Linked DNA regions of Mus musculus: regions 2, 3, 4, 5 and 6 are each linked to region 1. Evidence: chromatin contacts called from public HiCAR-type and promoter capture Hi-C data. All regions are on one chromosome and are shown on one strand. Each heading gives the region's core, a stretch centred on a gene start, on an enhancer-like site or on the middle of the called end of the contact. The rest is flanking DNA. Distances are from core to core; before and after follow the strand shown.

Evidence for each region. Promoter capture Hi-C pulls out the DNA fragments that hold promoters and counts their contacts. HiCAR-type assays count read pairs that join an accessible place to other places.
Region 2: a contact with region 1 is called in a HiCAR-type map of astrocytes, with 9 times the contacts expected there. The contact joins the enhancer-like site here to the promoter of Epha5 in region 1. A contact is called at or near these places in 2 of 39 promoter capture datasets (hippocampal neurons and stem cell-derived epiblast-like cells), 4 of 115 datasets of contacts at active chromatin or transcription factors (SST interneurons, astrocytes, embryonic forebrain and 1 more) and 1 of 9 other capture datasets (embryonic stem cells).
Region 3: a contact with region 1 is called in a HiCAR-type map of astrocytes, with 5 times the contacts expected there. The contact joins the promoter of Cenpc1 here to the promoter of Epha5 in region 1. A contact is called at or near these places in 3 of 39 promoter capture datasets (the C10 cell line, cranial neural crest and hippocampal neurons) and 2 of 115 datasets of contacts at active chromatin or transcription factors (astrocytes and embryonic forebrain).
Region 4: a promoter capture Hi-C map of hippocampal neurons shows a contact between it and region 1, with 7 times the contacts expected there. The contact joins the enhancer-like site here to the promoter of Epha5 in region 1. A contact is called at or near these places in 5 of 39 promoter capture datasets (the 3T3-L1 cell line, cranial neural crest, hippocampal neurons and 1 more) and 4 of 115 datasets of contacts at active chromatin or transcription factors (SST interneurons, embryonic forebrain, forebrain and 1 more).
Region 5: a contact with region 1 is called in a HiCAR-type map of astrocytes, with 2.3 times the contacts expected there. The contact joins the promoter of Uba6 here to the promoter of Epha5 in region 1. A contact is called at or near these places in 1 of 39 promoter capture datasets (hippocampal neurons) and 1 of 115 datasets of contacts at active chromatin or transcription factors (astrocytes).
Region 6: a contact with region 1 is called in a promoter capture Hi-C map of hippocampal neurons, with 9 times the contacts expected there. The contact joins the enhancer-like site here to the promoter of Epha5 in region 1. A contact is called at or near these places in 3 of 39 promoter capture datasets (hippocampal neurons, liver and maxillary cranial neural crest) and 3 of 115 datasets of contacts at active chromatin or transcription factors (embryonic forebrain, embryonic hindbrain and forebrain).

The regions. Positions count from the first base shown.
Region 1 is chr5:84,416,098-84,418,797 of GRCm38.p6, forward strand. Epha5 (Eph receptor A5) reads right to left here and starts at 1,285. Exons shown (of 16, transcript NM_007937.3): 1 at 222-1,285. The coding sequence starts at 408. Gm42163 reads left to right here and starts at 641. Exons shown (of 4, transcript XM_030254978.1): 1 at 641-679; 2 at 1,017-1,460. The coding sequence starts at 641.
Region 2 is chr5:85,770,864-85,773,563 of GRCm38.p6, forward strand. No RefSeq gene overlaps it. Among named protein-coding and RNA genes, the nearest start is that of Gm24626, 57 kb to the right of the region's middle. Within about 2 kb of position 1,413, at least 29 of the 459 cell types and tissues checked have an H3K27ac peak or open chromatin away from gene starts, as enhancers often do. A contact at or near this core is called in astrocytes and stem cell-derived neural progenitor cells, where this site is marked.
Region 3 is chr5:86,064,314-86,067,013 of GRCm38.p6, forward strand. It overlaps Cenpc1 (centromere protein C1), which reads right to left and starts at 1,270. Exons shown (of 19, transcript NM_007683.4): 1 at 1,015-1,270. The coding sequence starts at 1,032.
Region 4 is chr5:85,753,151-85,755,850 of GRCm38.p6, forward strand. No RefSeq gene overlaps it. Among named protein-coding and RNA genes, the nearest start is that of Gm35251, 48 kb to the left of the region's middle. Within about 2 kb of position 1,286, at least 4 of the 459 cell types and tissues checked have an H3K27ac peak or open chromatin away from gene starts, as enhancers often do. A contact at or near this core is called in hippocampal neurons, where this site is marked.
Region 5 is chr5:86,171,294-86,173,993 of GRCm38.p6, forward strand. Uba6 (ubiquitin-like modifier activating enzyme 6) reads right to left here and starts at 1,450. Exons shown (of 33, transcript NM_172712.2): 1 at 1,375-1,450. The coding sequence starts at 1,445.
Region 6 is chr5:85,607,936-85,610,635 of GRCm38.p6, forward strand. No RefSeq gene overlaps it. Among named protein-coding and RNA genes, the nearest start is that of Gm35251, 97 kb to the right of the region's middle. Within about 2 kb of position 1,451, at least 3 of the 459 cell types and tissues checked have an H3K27ac peak or open chromatin away from gene starts, as enhancers often do. A contact at or near this core is called in hippocampal neurons, where this site is marked.

The DNA of each region.
Region 1 (2,700 bases), core at 35-2,534:
GGTTCTTTGCCTGGCGAGCACTCTGCAGCTATGTCAAACAATGCAACCAAAGATACCAGAGAGATCCGGAAACGCCAGCAAAAGCGGACAAACATTAATTGGAGATGAAGAGCGGGGATTTAGTCTCCGCAGCGGCGCTTGGAGCGCTGCGACCGGCTGACACAAGCTCCACCTCACCCATCCACCCCAGGGCGCCTTGGTCCCCACCTCCATTTCCCTACCTTCGTTGCTGGGGCTGGCCAAAAGGGTCCGGAGCGCCGCACACAAGAGAAGGCACGTCCAGAGGGGGCCCTTTAGAGGTGCCGAATAGCAGCCTGCCAGAGAGGCAGGGACGCGGGGGGTGTCGTCGCCGCCACCTCTGCCCTGGGTCCGTCGGTGTCCCGCACCGCGGGGCCCGGAGCCCCGCATTTTCTACTACCCTCTTCTGCCTCTTGTGTCCTGCGTGGCTCAGCCTAAGGTTCAGGCTTGGTGGAAGGGGCGAGAGAGACGTGGAACTCCTCCTCCTGGTGGGGTCCTGTACCTTCTGGCTCTCGACCCCTCTAAATGCGGGAATCACAGATCCGCAGAGACCGCTGAAGAAGTTTGCTTCTGGCTCCTGTCGCCCTCCCTTTCAGTTGGATAAGATGAATTAGAAGTTCTGATGGCTAGTACAGTCCTGGGTGGGCTCGGTCAAGGGTCTGTAGAGGGTCGGGAGTCCCGCTTCTTTGCCCTTTAAGACTTTTTCTTTTTCTGGCACCCCCCTTCTTCTTCTTCTTCTTTTTTTTTTTTAAGTGCCACCAGGGTCGGAGTGGTGGTGAAGGTTCCCTTTCAGTCTTCAGTGCCGATATGGACGAGATTAAAGAAGACGAGTCATCTTAAATCAAGATGATGTTTTCAATAAAAGAGAGAGAGAGACAGAGAGAGAGACAGAGAGAGAGAGAGAGACAGAGAGGAGGGAGGAGGGGGGAATCAAGCAGAGTGTCTACGGATCAAGGGGAGAAGAGTAGAGCAAACGGTGTGTGGCAAACACCGAGTAGAGTGGAGCCCAGGCAGCAAGCGATCTAGAGAACTGGAGAGGCTGGCAGAGGGAAGTCAAATCGCTGCGGGCTGAGCTCGGCCGGGGGCGGTGCGACCGGCGGAGCGGGCTGGAGCGCGGGCCCGAGAGCGCAGCAGAGCCCGGAGGCTCGAGCCGCTGCGGTTCCCGCTGCTCAGCGCGGAGGCGGAGTGCGCGGCGACCAGGGCGAACCGGCGACTGCACCCGCGCGGCGCTCGCTCGCTCGCTCGCTCGCTCGCTCCTGCTGTGTCTGGAGCTCCAGCGTCTCCCCGAGCCTCCCGACTCCGCGCCTCCCACCTCCTCCCTCCGCCCTGCGCTCCCCCGCCCTCTGCTGCTCGCGGCCTCGCCAGTGACAAGCTACTGTAAGTGTGACTCGCTTAAACGAAGTCGCACACCCACAGAGGGAAGTAATCTGCAGGCTGCCGTGGTGAGTGTTGCCTAGCGGTCTCTGAGAAAGGCGCGTCTTCCTCCCGGGATAATTAGGGTAAAGAATCCTCGCTACAGTGCCTGCGAGGACCAGAGGTCCCTGAAGGAGGAAGGGAAGCCAGCCCTAGCTCAGACCGCAGCAGGAGGATCAGTGGGTCCCTGAGTCTGGCATAGCGCCTGCTGCCCTTTGCAGACTGTGGCACCAACAACCTTGTCGTCATATAACAGCACATTCACAGGCTCTGCTGGTCCGTGGATAGTTTCTTTAACACCTATGCCCCTCGGTTCCTTTGACCCTTTCTGTTCTTCTGGAATAAGATAGTCACTCAACGCTTTCTTGAGAAGTAAACTGTAGACTAAAGTCAGGGATAGCAGGTCGCTTTGAGATCTCAGAGAATCAAAGAATTTGACTGTTGGCATTTGTACTAGGCTAGGCACTCTATACTACATGAAGACTTAATTCATTTATTTCAGTGATAGAATACTTTAGTATTGAAATTACGTAATGGGAAAACATGCAGTTAACTCCAATGAAATTAACATGGGTATAATAATGTCAGAGCTTTAACATTTTTAATTATTTTAATTGCCCGTGGTTCATTACACTGAAAGAATAACAAATAACCAGGAAAACGCAGCTGAAGGGCATCTCCGTTTTTCTGTGCTTCCCCTGTGTTGTGTCAACCTGCTTTAACATCCATCTTCAATTTACTCGTTCATTGTTTCAAAAAGATACACAAGAAGGGGAATTTTAGAAGGCCAGCTCTCAATATCAGAATACAAAGTATCTCCCAAAATGTGTGTGTGTGTGTGTGTGTGTGTGTGTGTGTGTGTGTGTGTTTTAAAGAAGAAAGGCATTTCATTTAATTCCGGCCTTTGATAACTACTTTTAAGACTGGGCACCTGCTCACACTCACTAGTCTGTTGATGCCTTCAAAATAAATTTGTCACAATGGTTAGACGGTGCCCTATGGGTTTTGTTTAGATGCGTTCAATAAAGGAGAAAGAAACACTGCAGCGGTGGCACACTCGTTTAAGGAGATGGACGCTCATCTTTGACCCCCCCCCCAAATGTTTTGGCAATAGGAAGCCGAAAACAGATTCATTCTATTATAATGTTCTTCGAATGCATGAAGCCAATATAGAGGAGTGGCAGTGAATCTGTCTTCCAGTTTGGCTAAGAGCCTCACTTCGAGATGGAAAGTTAAAATTTATGGGTCTATTTGAAGACCATTCAAAAT
Region 2 (2,700 bases), core at 163-2,662, 1.4 Mb after region 1:
GAGAGAGAGAGAGAGAGAGAGAGAGAGAGACTCTATATGTGGGTTTGAACAGTTAGTCAGCTTTAACATGGTTTTCACATTTGAGCTCTACATGGGGTGCATTAGAGTAAGAATTTAAATTTAACTTCTGTGTCCATAAAAGGATTTGATCTAACTGGACATTATTAAAATTTATCATCATCATTATTATTAATTGTTTATATTAAAGTGATTTTTATTTGCTTCCTTTGTTCTATTTGCCTTCTTATTTCAGTACTTTATGACCCAAATATTAGAAAAATGGTTTCATTCTGAGAGAATATTAAACTATAAGATTCGTATGGTATTTCCTTTAATTAAATAACTCGTTTAATGTGAGAAATAAGTAAAAACTCTATAATTTTAGAGGTAAGAAGTATTACTCATAAGAACTCTCTCTCTCTCTCTCTCTCTCTCTCTCTCTCTCTCTCTCTCTCTCTCTCTCTCTCTCCACAATGACATAAAAGTATAGAAAAATTGATGGCTTCATGGATGGCAATTTTGATGTTGCTTGGTTTGAGGTAGAAGAACTAAACATGATGGATTGGAGGGGGAAACCACAATTGTTCCTTAACTGAATGCAAGGTTCTCTGAAAAGAGGCATCCAGTGCATCTGGAAAGGGGAGTGTGCTATCTCCTCTCCCTCCTTAAACTCACACTGAAGCAGGGACTGTGATTTAAAACTCATCTATACACTTTCCTCCAAAGAAGAAATTATTAGCACTTTCAGGAGATGCAGAGCTCAGGCATCCTATCGATGTGGACATAGAGCATGAAAATGAAATGTTAAAGCAGAGATTGGGAAAAGAGCTGAAAAGTCTAAAAATAGCAAGAAAAATTATAGAGAAATTTCTTATAAACAACAAGAAGAAACAAATTCCAGGTATTAGTGGAATTTTAAATTAAAATTTTTGTTTTTGCCAAAACGGGAGCTATTGGGGGTAGAACAGATGTTTGGTCTTTGAAATGAACAGAGATTTTCTACAAGCAAGTAAGTCACCAAATACTTCTTAGTTCATAAACAATATACTCATATATTATGGGAGAGCCATTTGTAATTCTGTATTTTACACAATGAAATCATATTATTCAAAGCATTCTGAAGCAGTCAATGAAAAGTAATTGTAAATCTCTACTATTGTCAACCGTGGCACAAATCTCAGGACACATGATGGAATATAATAATAGGAACAGGAATCATTCTGGCTAACCCGTGAGAAAAGATCTATTACTTCAGCTCTAGCAGCACTGGTGGGGTTTCAAAAGATTCAGTTCGCTAATTGCAATATGCAAATTAATCAGGAAATGAATGTCTATTCTTACTTTCACTTTGACTGCCTGTTGGACTCACAGGCACCCAGTAGGAGGCTGCAGTACTCCTCCTGCCCTCACTAGTTTCCCCCATCCCAGCTGTGGTGGTTTGAATGAGAAGTGCCCTAGGCATCTGAATACTAGGCCCCACTTGGTGGTGGTGTTTTGGTAAAAATACAAGGTCTGGCCTTGGCAGACTAAGTATGTCTCTGGGAGCAGGCTTTGAGGTCTCAAAAGCCATGTGCTGGTTTTAGTCCCTGAGCCCGGGGGAGGGGGGGGAGCGGTATCTGTTGTCTACTTGTCCGTCTGTCTATGTCCTTCTCCCTCTCCCCTTCCTCTCTCTCTCTCTCTCTCTCTCTCTCTCTCTCTCTCTCTCTCTCTCTCTCTCTCTCTCCATAAACCCCAAATAAACTCCTTATTTGTCACCACTCTGGTCAGATCAGTGTTCTACTCCACTCCTTTAATAAATTATTATCTTATCTACTCATTGGCAAGTCTGGATGCCTAAATTACCAGTTCATATCCTATGACCATTTAATATTCTGTCTCGTCGTCTCCATTTCTTCTAAAGAATTTGCTTTGCATTCTAAAAATTAATCTTTTCTTGTCTTTGCTTGTAAATATTCTCTCCAAAGCACTCAGCTAGCTCCTCTGCATCCTCTAGTGGCAAAAATCTTTCAGCATAACCAAGCATAGATATCAGTCTCCTTGGAATTTAGACTTTGGGGATTTCATCTAACAGTGCGACCCCTCTGTTATACTACAGCATATCCACTCTGTTTCCTTGTAGTGGTGGATATAACATTTGAAAGAGAGGAAGTGGAGTCTGTGGTTGGAAGAACGGAACATGCATGAGATTTGCTTTTCTCCATATTTAAAGGCAGACTTTCCAGGGTCGTACGTTAACATGACCCTTCCTCTCACTTTCCAGTCAACATTCATCATGGACTCTACCCTGCAAAAGCCAAAATAGAGACTTTCAATGACATTGAAAAACCTGTGTAAAGGTAATGAATAACGTGTATCTCCTGTTCTCATGCACAAACTCACTATGACTTAAATTTTAAGAAAGAGTTCTTATAATATTTGTATTTATTCTTTGGACTTTTCCTATGTGGGTACAATGTGTCTTGATCACATTTAGTCACTGCTGGCTGCTTCAAACTTCTTTCAAGGCACCCTCAACACATCTTGATCTCACCTTCATGTCCTATGCCCGTGGTATAGTCATGGCAAAAATATGAATAGGGATAACTAAGAACTATATTTTATGGGGTATTGGTTAGCACCTTTTATTCTTCAAATTCCTTTGCCTTTTAAAACTTCTGTCCTCATTTAAGGGTTTCACCTTATGAAATGGCCATCTTTCCA
Region 3 (2,700 bases), core at 20-2,519, 1.6 Mb after region 1:
ATAGGTGGGTTTACCATGAAAGAGTTAGGGAATCCCCGAGACAGGTTTCTTCACTAGGTCCAAAAGAAACAACATAATCAGGCATTTACTAAGAACCCCTAGTGGTGGGCTTAACAATAAATAGACTAGCATTACACCAGGCTCCCTTCTTAGTGGCAGTGGCCTGGTCCCTGCCTTCTTTTGATGTATACATTCCTTATGTTTTGTGTCACTGTAACTCGGTGGATGTATCTCGCCTTGGTTCTTGTTATTCTTCTGTATAAAAAGTTCGATGCTCGACTAAACTGTCTTTTCATACATGTTAAGCATGCATAAACACACACACAACTACATGATAGAAACCATCAACGAAGGTTTTCTTTCAAAGATAAATTGAACTGCTGAGTTAGGGAGGAAATAGGGCATAGTAATCATACAAAACTTGGAATGAATATCAAGTGTGTCAAGAGACATAAAGTGGCAAGTCGTGGCCCACATCAAACATTCAAAGCTGGCACCTTTTAAAATATGATTGCCTTGTATAAAGCTTTATCATTAACAGGTGTCCCATAAATATTAGACTCTTCACATAAAATAGTATTTCGAAATTAATACTCGAGGTTTTCCAGACCATCAAGACTGGCTTGTACAATAGTCATGAGTATTTGGAAGACTGAAAAACGGGAAAAGGCTGAAATGTAGAAATGAAGGAATCTCTTCCGGGGGGGGGGGGGGGGAGCAGGCACGGATGGATGAGCTTACGACGTGAACCAGTAACAGTCCAGTTACTTCCACTACCAGTACACCAGCACACCTGATTTGTTACCTGTGCAGCTTTTAAGCCACCCCAGACAAGCCCCACCCCACCCAGACAGGCGGGACTAGGCACCCGCTACCCGATCCCTCCGCACCCCTCACAAGCCTCCGCACCCCTCACAAGCCTCACCCCACCCCACCCCGACAAGCCGGATATGCACCCGGTCCAGCACAGGGCGAGCGACGCATCGCGCAGGCCCGATCCAGACCCGCACTTACCAGATGGAACGAGGCCATGGTTCCGGCCCACTAGGTCAAACGGAGGCCTGAGAGGGAAACCCAAGCCGGCCAGGGTTCCAGGAGGGTTAGAGTAAGATTGCGGACGGAGGCGTCCCCAGAGCTGCGCGACCCGCACTTAACACTCAGCCGTAAATAAACAGCAGCCACCAAGAAAAATAAATGAATAAAAGTCAAACGAGCCACGCCTGCGCACAAGCCTAGCTTAGCCGGCCGTTAATTGGCGTTTTTTAAAGACTCCGGCTCTTGTTCCCGCCCATTCGCCTGTTACTCACCTATCAACCCGCCTTTCTCAGTTCGCCCCGCCCTCCTGCCCAGCGCGCCTTGCTCTTCCGCCCGCGTCTCAACCTCCCACTCATCGCCCCGCCTCTCACCCGTCGCCACGCCTTTCACCAGTCGCCACGCCTCTCACCCTTCGCCACTCCCCTCGCCGGTCGCCACGCCTCTCACCCTTCGCCACTCCCCTCGCCGGTCGACTTGTCCGGGCTTTGTGTGGACTCTCCTGTTCTACTTTCTTCAGACAGTTTGTTGCGTCTATGACTGCTCGTATTTAGAAAGCAGGTGTTGAGCACCACCTGTGCTCCTTGAGATAAATGTATAATACATCCCAGCAGTTCTACTACGGATTAATAGGTAATACTTAAAAAGGATTACAGGTAGAAATTGCTGGCGTTTTGAGCAGAGTACACTACGCAGATTCGTCAGCTGCAACCCGCCCATCTATACAGTATCTCTGAAAATAGTAATGCTATTCTTTTTTCAAGTATTTAAAAATTATTTATGAAGCAAAGGCATAAATTATATATGCATATCAGTAGAACGAACATAATGTTTTTAAGAGAAAGTGACTGCTTCTGTCTTATGCGAAAATTAAGGTAATGACCCCAATTGGAAAACAAGGAAAATACACCGATGTGTATTTTGTCCTGTCCACGTGACTCTAGGTCGCAGCCTGTAGCTGCTCTATTTCCTTAGGAGACAGAATGCCATAAATACATACATACATACATACATACATACATACAGAAGGAAGGAAAGAAAAGAGAGAGAGTCTGCAGGGATGGAGCGATGGCTCAGTGGTCAAGAGCGCTTGCTGCACTTTTAAAGGAGCAAAGTTCGATTCCCAGCACCCACAAAGCAACTCAACCGTTTGTAGCTCCAGTTCCAGGGGATCTGACACCTATTCCGGCCTCAGCTAGCAAAAAGCACGCACGTGATGTCCTCGCAGGCAAGCAGACAAAACAATCATACCTATAAAGTGAATAAATCTCTTTTTAGTGTAGATTATTTTAGAATGATGGGGCTCCATATGAGCTGAATGTGCTCATGATTGCAGCGACGCTTGCCCGGCTCGCCAGTCAGATCCGCCAGAGGGCAGCAGAGGTGCTGCAAACTTACTTATTTATCATATTCTCCAATGGGAAGCTACAGAGTCCAGGCAAACTGTACAACAGCTACGACTCGATAAATCTCCAAGAGGAGTCAGCCGACCCTGGCGGCTGAAACGGAGACTTTCTCCTGCGTTGAAAATCATTTTGAGACGGTTGTCCTCGGTTGCAACACGACACTTTGTGGGAATTTTGAACAAGACCTGTGACCAAAATGAAAGGGCAAGATGCTTGAGTTGCTCAACATGCAGACGCTGTTTGCTGAAAAAGCAGTTGAGAG
Region 4 (2,700 bases), core at 36-2,535, 1.3 Mb after region 1:
TTGTCCAGGCTGACTTATATAGATCAATGTCTCTAAATTGGAGGTGACTTTGCTGCTCTGAGACATTTGACACTGTCTGGAGACACTTCGGTTGTCACAGCTGGGGGCGTTCTTGGCATCTAGTGGATACAGAAAGGATGCTGCTGATGCAGTGGATGCTGCACAGTGGGCAGACCGCCCCACCCCCAGGCCAAGAATTAACAGGTCAAAATGTCAATACCTCCAAGGTTGAAAAGCCCAGATCTACATTGATTCCTGTGCTTTCAAGGACAAATCACTGAATTTTTTTTTCAGCTTCTTGGGTTCTATATCCATAAAAAATAGAGTATAACACCTGGGCCTTGGTACTTTGCAAGGATGTTGTAAAGATAAATTTAGGAGGAAAGATCCCAGCTCTCGGAGGGGAAAGGGTACTATTATAGCCTGAGGTGTTATTATCAAGCTGTGCCGACACTTTCGCTCTCAGGAAGCCAAATGTTCTACTTGGAAATGATAATTTTCTCCACTAAATGAGCATTTTCTTTCCCAGAGGGACTCATTTTGTTCACCTTTTGCCATCATTGGATTGGGCCCATTACAGCTGTTGTTCTTCCTTTATGTGAAATTTCATAGCGTACGTCAACAACAGAGCCTCTCCTAGAGGAGTGAGTGTGCACTCTAAGGTAATAGCCACACACATGTAGCCAACTGTAAACAATTTGTAACACGACTGGCCTGTATATTTATACACACAGTCCTCAAACTCAGATGTTTCCCATCATTCAATAAATAATAATAGTATTCTTACGAGTCAAGGTACACTGTAGGCGACACTTCCAAATCCCGATGTGAGTTAACAGATCAATGGTAAATCATAACAACGTTCATCTGTTATTTATAAAGTGAAAGCTTTAAAGGCTAATTGGAACAGGGAAAGTAGCATGTAAGGGAACAAGGGAAAGTCAGGTAGGGAAAATAAAGAAGCAAATCCTAGAGAAGCACAAATTAATTCAACCCACATTAATTCAAACACCTTAAATGTGTAATTAATCAATAACCTGTGCATGAAAATTGCTCCGCTTGCAGAAAATTAAAATGGAACAGCATTATTGTGACGAGAAGGAGCTAATGTCAGTGCGTGCGACCCCAGATGTTCAAAGCGGTTGCTTCCTGGTAAAATCTGCGTTCACAACATCATGCCAGGACAGAAAGCATTGGCTAGGGAAGGATTTCCTTAACATGCGTGTTCTGTCAGTGTTTGACAGCTGCACGGTGCAGCGTAGGCGGGCACACCGTGCCAGGAGCTGTAGGGAAAAGTGGGGATGAGAAGGAAAAACTCGAATCGATTTATCAGATTCTCCCACTGCATGCCTGGGGAGATGCATGCAGCTGAGACATCTTGCTATGGCTTCTCCTGTGGCCAAAAGAGGTGGACAGGGTTGACAAGAAAGAGAGGTGATGATTAGTGAATGTGGAGGGAAAAGATGGATGCTACCAGACTAGGGAACAGGCTCCGAGCCCTACTTTCTAGTGTTGGCAAAGCTTGTTTTGGACGACACAGGGACAGCCTAATCTGTGGCAAGGGAAACCAAAGCACTAAAGAACAAACACATGGTTTCTAATTTCCATCTCTCTCGATATTGACCCAGTCACTGGATAGCTGCATGTTGGTTTCCTCTTCTGTGAAATGAAGCTAATGGTCCTTCTATAATAGAACTATTGCAAAGACTTAAAGAGCTGGTGACTAGGAAAATCTCATTACATCGAATGTTTGGTTGCAATTCAATGAATGCATATTTATCTGTTTATAGGAAAACAATTTTTTTTCGTGCTTAGCGTTAGCAAACTTTCTGTGAAACCTCATTCCACATCTTCCTTGGAGTTCTCTTTGACTCTGAGTAGTTGAAGCTCTCTTCTGTCACAACTTCATGTGGCTTCCTCCACTACTCCATCAGAGGGTACCATCCTTCACTCTAGTTGTAAATGTGGAGGAATAGTGAATGTGGGGGAAAAGGATGTGAATATGCCACTCTAGGTGGCTTATCTATCTATGATAGATTCTGCCATTCTCTGACATCCCACATTCCTGTCTGGGACTGCCCTTTATCCATACTGAAATGAACAGCAGAAGGGTGTGACTGAATATTGTCAGTTGTTTAAATCAGTAATGATTTTTGACAGGTTCTTACTATGTAGCTCATGCTAGTCTCATTCGCTTCATCCTCCTGCCTCAACCTTCCTGAGTACAGGGATTGCAGATGTGTACCCCTATGCCTGACTTAGGTACACTTTTACATGACTTAATTACTCAGCACGGATCAGAGAAGGATACAAGTAAGATTCAAGATGTCCGTTTTCATCATAGATTTCTTCATTGTGTACTACAGAATCTGAGGCCTAGGGACAGACTGGTTGGTGGCGAGAATAAGGAGAAAGCTAAGTTGGAGAGATCGAGTGAATTGTCCTCCCTTTCTTATCTATGTACAGGCATGTGAGACAAGGTGGGTCTCCAACTCTTGATCCCCCTGCCTCAATCTGTTGAATGCTAAGATTAAAGGCAAAGACCACCATATCTAAATGACACAGTTACCTTTTTCTTATAAAATAGCACTTTAAACTCCACAGTAACTTTTAGGTTTATCACCTTGAATGCTAATTCACTCACCCTATACCCACTAATCAATGACAGCTTATTCTGCAAAGCGATGTGAATAAATACAA
Region 5 (2,700 bases), core at 200-2,699, 1.8 Mb after region 1:
TCCTTCCATACAAAATGTATGTTTTCTTAGGTATCATCTTCCTTAGAGTTTTAAAATGTGTTGAAGTTAATTTCACTAACTGTTGCTATGTGCAGTGCTTGCTGTTGAGATTTTTAGAGCAACCAGACACTAACTGCACTGTAAGCACCTCATATAATAAAGTCAGCATATTCACACAACATATACTAAAACTATATATAAACCTGTAGTATCCTATCATTTTGTTTCTATTTTACACACTTTATTGCACTTGCTATTCTATGTTACACACAATGACTTAGGTGGATTAAAGTTCTGACTAAAAATGAGAACGGGGTTATGCTCAGCCGCTTAATGGCTATGGCCAACACTTAAAAAGCTCTGTCTCAATGATTGTTTCGAGAATATGTTCAAAAACAGTCACGCCTGATTGCACATACTTGTAATCTCAGAAATTCAGACGAGGAGGGAGGAAGCCATCTTTGGCAAACTTGGAGCCAGCCTCAGAATCAATATAATAATAATAATAATAATAATAACAACAACAACAACAACAACAACAATAACAAATCATCTGTAAGAGCAACTAAGGGGCAGATATTTGTATTCAATAATATTTCTTAAGTCGATTTTGGCAGCATTGGCCAGGGCAGACAATACTTCCATCCAGTCCTTGAAGTATATGTCTCAATGTGCAATGTAAAGCTAGTAACGTAAGAAATCCATCACTTCTATATTTGGTATGTAATAGTCATATACTGGGTAGGATACAAGCGGGGCTTTCTTAACTGTAAGATGACCAAAAGAGAACTAACGCAAACACTGGAGAGAGTATACCAGGACCCCAACCCCGGAATTTTTGCAGGCTGAGAAAGAAAAACTCCAAGATCCTCAGCGGGAAATAATCCTAGGAACCTTGGGCCCCGCCCCGCGCTCCAACACCCCCGTAGTAAACAGAGAGGATTCTCGGGGTGTCCACACTGCAACGGATTCATCCTGACTTGAGCTCTCAAGAACAGTTTTCCTAAGGAGCACGGCTGGAGGAGGATAGTGCTCCGTGGCGCTGAAGGAAGTGTGCCAAGCAACAGGGGCCACAACCCTCTCCTGAATGACTGGCCGCTCAGAAGTAGTGACCTGAGGGAAGGATGCTGGACCCGACCCGGGAAGAGCCGGTCTCCTCAGAGGAGCGGAGCTGGAGCAGCGAGGGCAGCGCCCACGCCGCCACACCCACCGCCCGCCGGCTCGCTCGCTCGTTCGCCACCTCGCTAGCTCCCTGTGGCTCCGCGCGGCCCCGTGGCCTCCGCGCGCTCCGAGCCGCCGGAACGCGAGAACGGAGCCCGCGTCGGCGTTCCTCCGCTCCTTCCCGCCCAGCCTGCCCCGGGCCAGGCCTCTCACCCGCAGGCTCCCCAGGAGGAGCAGGACGCCTCTTCACAGGAAAGCACAGCCAACGGCTCGGACCGCTCCATCGCCTTCCGACAGACTGACTGCAGCGAGGCGGGGAGGCAGGCGAGGGGGCGGGGCCGCGAGGGTCAAGGGGCGGGCGGCGACGTCACCAGGGGGAGGAGCTGGGGAAAAGTACGCCCAGGACAGGGTTTCCAGTCAGCCCCTGGGACACCTGACTTCCGGTTGGGGCGGGGCAACGGGGCGCGCTTCCTTGCAGGTGAGGGGAGTGCCTACGTGAAGGCTGCTGAGCGCTGAGGGCAAACGCGGAACCAAAACGCGTCACTTCCGGCTGTGAGAGCGTACCGCTCCAGGGGGCTCGACAGCTACCAGATGCTGTTGCCTTGCAAATCCAGAACTGTTACAGTGCCTTGAGGAGATCGCTTTTCTGAACAACAACAACAAAAAGAGGACATTTCCAGGCTGGGATTCCACTTAAAGATTCCATTTAAATTGTTTTGAACATCTATTACTGATCTCTGTAGTCAAGTGACTAAAAAGAGCTGTAAAATTTGGCACTTTCATTTTAAGGGAGGAAAAACAAGGAACTCAAATGATATGATCAAAGACATACAGCCAGTAACTCATATTACCAGTTCTCTGATTGCCGATTTCTCATCTAATTCTTTTTTTTCATTCATTCTCATTTTACCATTTTTAGAAAACAATTGTGTACACACAGTACAATTAAGAATCTTTGTTGTTGTTTTTTTTCGAGACAGGGTTTCTTTGTGCAGCCCTGGCTGTCCTGGAGCTCACTCTGTAGACCAGGCTGGCCTCGAACTCAGAAATCTGCCTGCCTCTGCCTCTTCCTCCCAAGTGCTGGGATTAAGTGTGTGCCACCACGCCCAGCTATTAAGAATCTTTCTAACTGGTGATGTGTTTGACGAAACACTAGCCCAATTTTAAAAATCCGTGTTTGATTATAGACATAGGGCAGCGTTCTGTAAAGTATAACAGGTTTTACTTCAAAATTGTCTTGAAATCACAAAAATGATTTTAGGGTTGGTGGTCACCACAGCACGAGAAGTTGTATGAAAGAGTCACAGCATTATCAGTGAGAACACAGTAGCTTCTCCGGGCAGAGGAACTTTGCTGTATGTTAAAGCATGTTTTTATATTTTTTACTAGCTTTGTGTCTTGACTTTTTCTGTATCTGTTACTGCTATTAGGGAAAATAAATTTTTATTTCCTTAGTCCAAGGAGACCATGGATTTAAGGGAAACTTTTCTAACTTAAAAACTATCTGTCCCTGTTGTATGGCTTGATTGAAAAAAAAAA
Region 6 (2,700 bases), core at 201-2,700, 1.2 Mb after region 1:
GTTGGACATCACTGAGAGTAGAGGCACTTGGTCCTGCGAAGGCTGAATACCCTAGTGTAGGAGAATGCCATGACAGGGAAGTGGGAGTGGGTGGATGAGTGGGAGAACATCCTATAGAAACAGGGGAAGGGGGATGGGATAGGGGGTTTTGGAAGGGAGGTTGACTCTGATCGGGGATAACATTTGAAATGTAAATAAAGAAAATATCAAATAAACATACACACAAAATAACTCTTGGCTAGAAAGTATATCATGAGCATGCTGTTTTAACAGGTGTAATTACAAAAGTTTATTAACAAACCTGGGGAGAAGTATTTGTTGTTTACCAAATTGAAAGCATACTCAAACTGGAATTGTATCTCCACTAGTTACTGGCAGCTCACAACAAGCTAAATACCAGAAGCTATTGCTTCAAGAAGCACATCAAATCTAAGGCAACTCAGGGACCAAATGCATGTAATACTAGACAGGTTCTGAGCAAAAATAACCTCAAGTAATTTAAATGAGAGGATTTCAGAAGAAAATTGCATGTAAATAGCAAACTGGGGATTATTATTAATGTAACATGCAAATTCCTTCTCCCTTTTTTTCCTCTTTCATGCTTTAAATGAGTAATTCCCACAAGGGAAAAAGAAAACCAGGAGCTCTTAACTACTAGATTTCCTGAAAGCTATTACTTGTATACAGCTGATATACAAGGAAAAATGTTGCTATTAAACTAAATTTTAAGTAAAAGCATATTATAGTAGAAATAAGACTCTCCAGAGAGTAATTTTATAGGACCATTATTGCACGGTAGCTTGGGCAGTTGAACTCACATGAAACAAATGGCTCTATAAAACAAGTCCCAAAGTGGCCTATTGCTTAATTAAATTCATATACAAAACGTCCCTCTGCCTTGACACATGTACATACATATATTAGATGTCTTTTAAATTCCACCGCTAAAAATATGACCTCATAAAGATGCAAAGGTTTAGACACCACTTCAAAACCAAGAAGCTACTTGAAGCAATATTTTACATGAAACTGACTTAATTCTTTTTTTTTCCTTTCCCCTAGTAAGAACTGTCTGTTTGATGCATATAATATGTTTAAGCTTTCTCTGTGCCTGTAAGGACATGCCATAGTCTTGTAACAAATGCAAATACTTTTTCTGCCCACTTTATCAAAGAGGAAGTGTATTTAGAGAACCTGCGTATGAATAGACAGGAACACATTTGCAAGATCTAGAGTCCAATCGCTCAACCGCAATGTGTCTACTTAGAAGAATGCTAATTTAATGAATGCAAATAAATTAAGACATGTTTTATGTCTTGAATGCAAAATTGTTTTACCACAATGTATAACTCCATTATCCTGCATTGTGGACTACCTACATGTCAGCAACAGCCCTGGAGGAACAGGCTGTGGTCCATTCTGTTCAATAGACTAAAAAGATTCTTAAAGCCATCTGGTATTAAATGTGCTCAAAGAAGATAAAAACACGAATAAATGAGCTGGCATTACTCAAAGCATTAGTGATTGATTATGAGGTCTGGGAATCCACAAATGCTCTTTCAATTTCTAAATCGGAATCTCAAATGACTCCCTTCTGTATTTTTCACCTGTTCTTTGAAAATAGAATTTAATAATAGCCATTCAACTCATACTCTAAAGAGAAAGGTGAATCAATATGTAAAATCTAGACAAATATGGGCAATTGTCAAATGCAGACAATAAATAAAAGCAGTTTTAAATAATTAGGCAAGAGCTTTTAAATTTGAGTAAAATTATCAGGTTTTCAAAATAGAAAGGTAGGGAATGGAGAAACAGTTCAATGGTGAAGAACAAATACAGCTCCTGCAGAGGACCTACGTTCAGTTCTCTGGACCCCGATGAGGAGAATCTATATTTACACACCTTTGTTTACAGCTCCAGGGGATTCAGTGCCCACTTTTGTTTTGCCTTCTCATATAGCTTCTCTCATATGCACACAATCCCACCTAGACATATATTCAAAACCATAGTTTTAAATTTAAAACAATCATTTTTTAAAATGGAAAAGAAAGTTTGTGTTTTGTTTTAATTTTTGCAACCACAGATAAAAATATCTTATGAATAATATAAGCATGTTACAGTAATGCTTCCTTCTTGGACGTCTTAGGAGTCATGGCAAATCCCCAACAAGGGAACACAAACCAACAACATAAGAGAATAACGAGTGTCAAGAAAACTTTACATAATACAGTGGTCTTCAGAAATGGAGACCAAAGACTAAGACATAGTGAGTATTTTTTTAATATTTTAATTTTAAGGTTTTTATTCTTTTCTCATATAATATGTCCCAACCACAGACTCCCCTTTTTCCCCTCCTCCCAGCTCCTCCACCACCTCCCTTCTTTCCCATACCCACTGCTCCAATCTCCTTTCAGAAAAGAACAGGCCTCCTGTGATATCAACCAAACATGGCATAAGAAGATTCAGTGAGATTAGACATTTCCCCTCATATCCAGGCTGCATGATGTGGCAACCCAATAAAATGAAAAATATGCCTCAAGCAGGCAACAGTCAGAGACACCCTTATAGTGCATAATTTTATACATGGGTTTTAGGAAAAAAATGAGCAGTTATATCAGAGAATGATTTTAGTAAAATTTAGTAAGGCCTGCTTTTTCCATGTCTTCTTGGCCTCTCGGGTTCAGGGTAATGAAGTAGGAT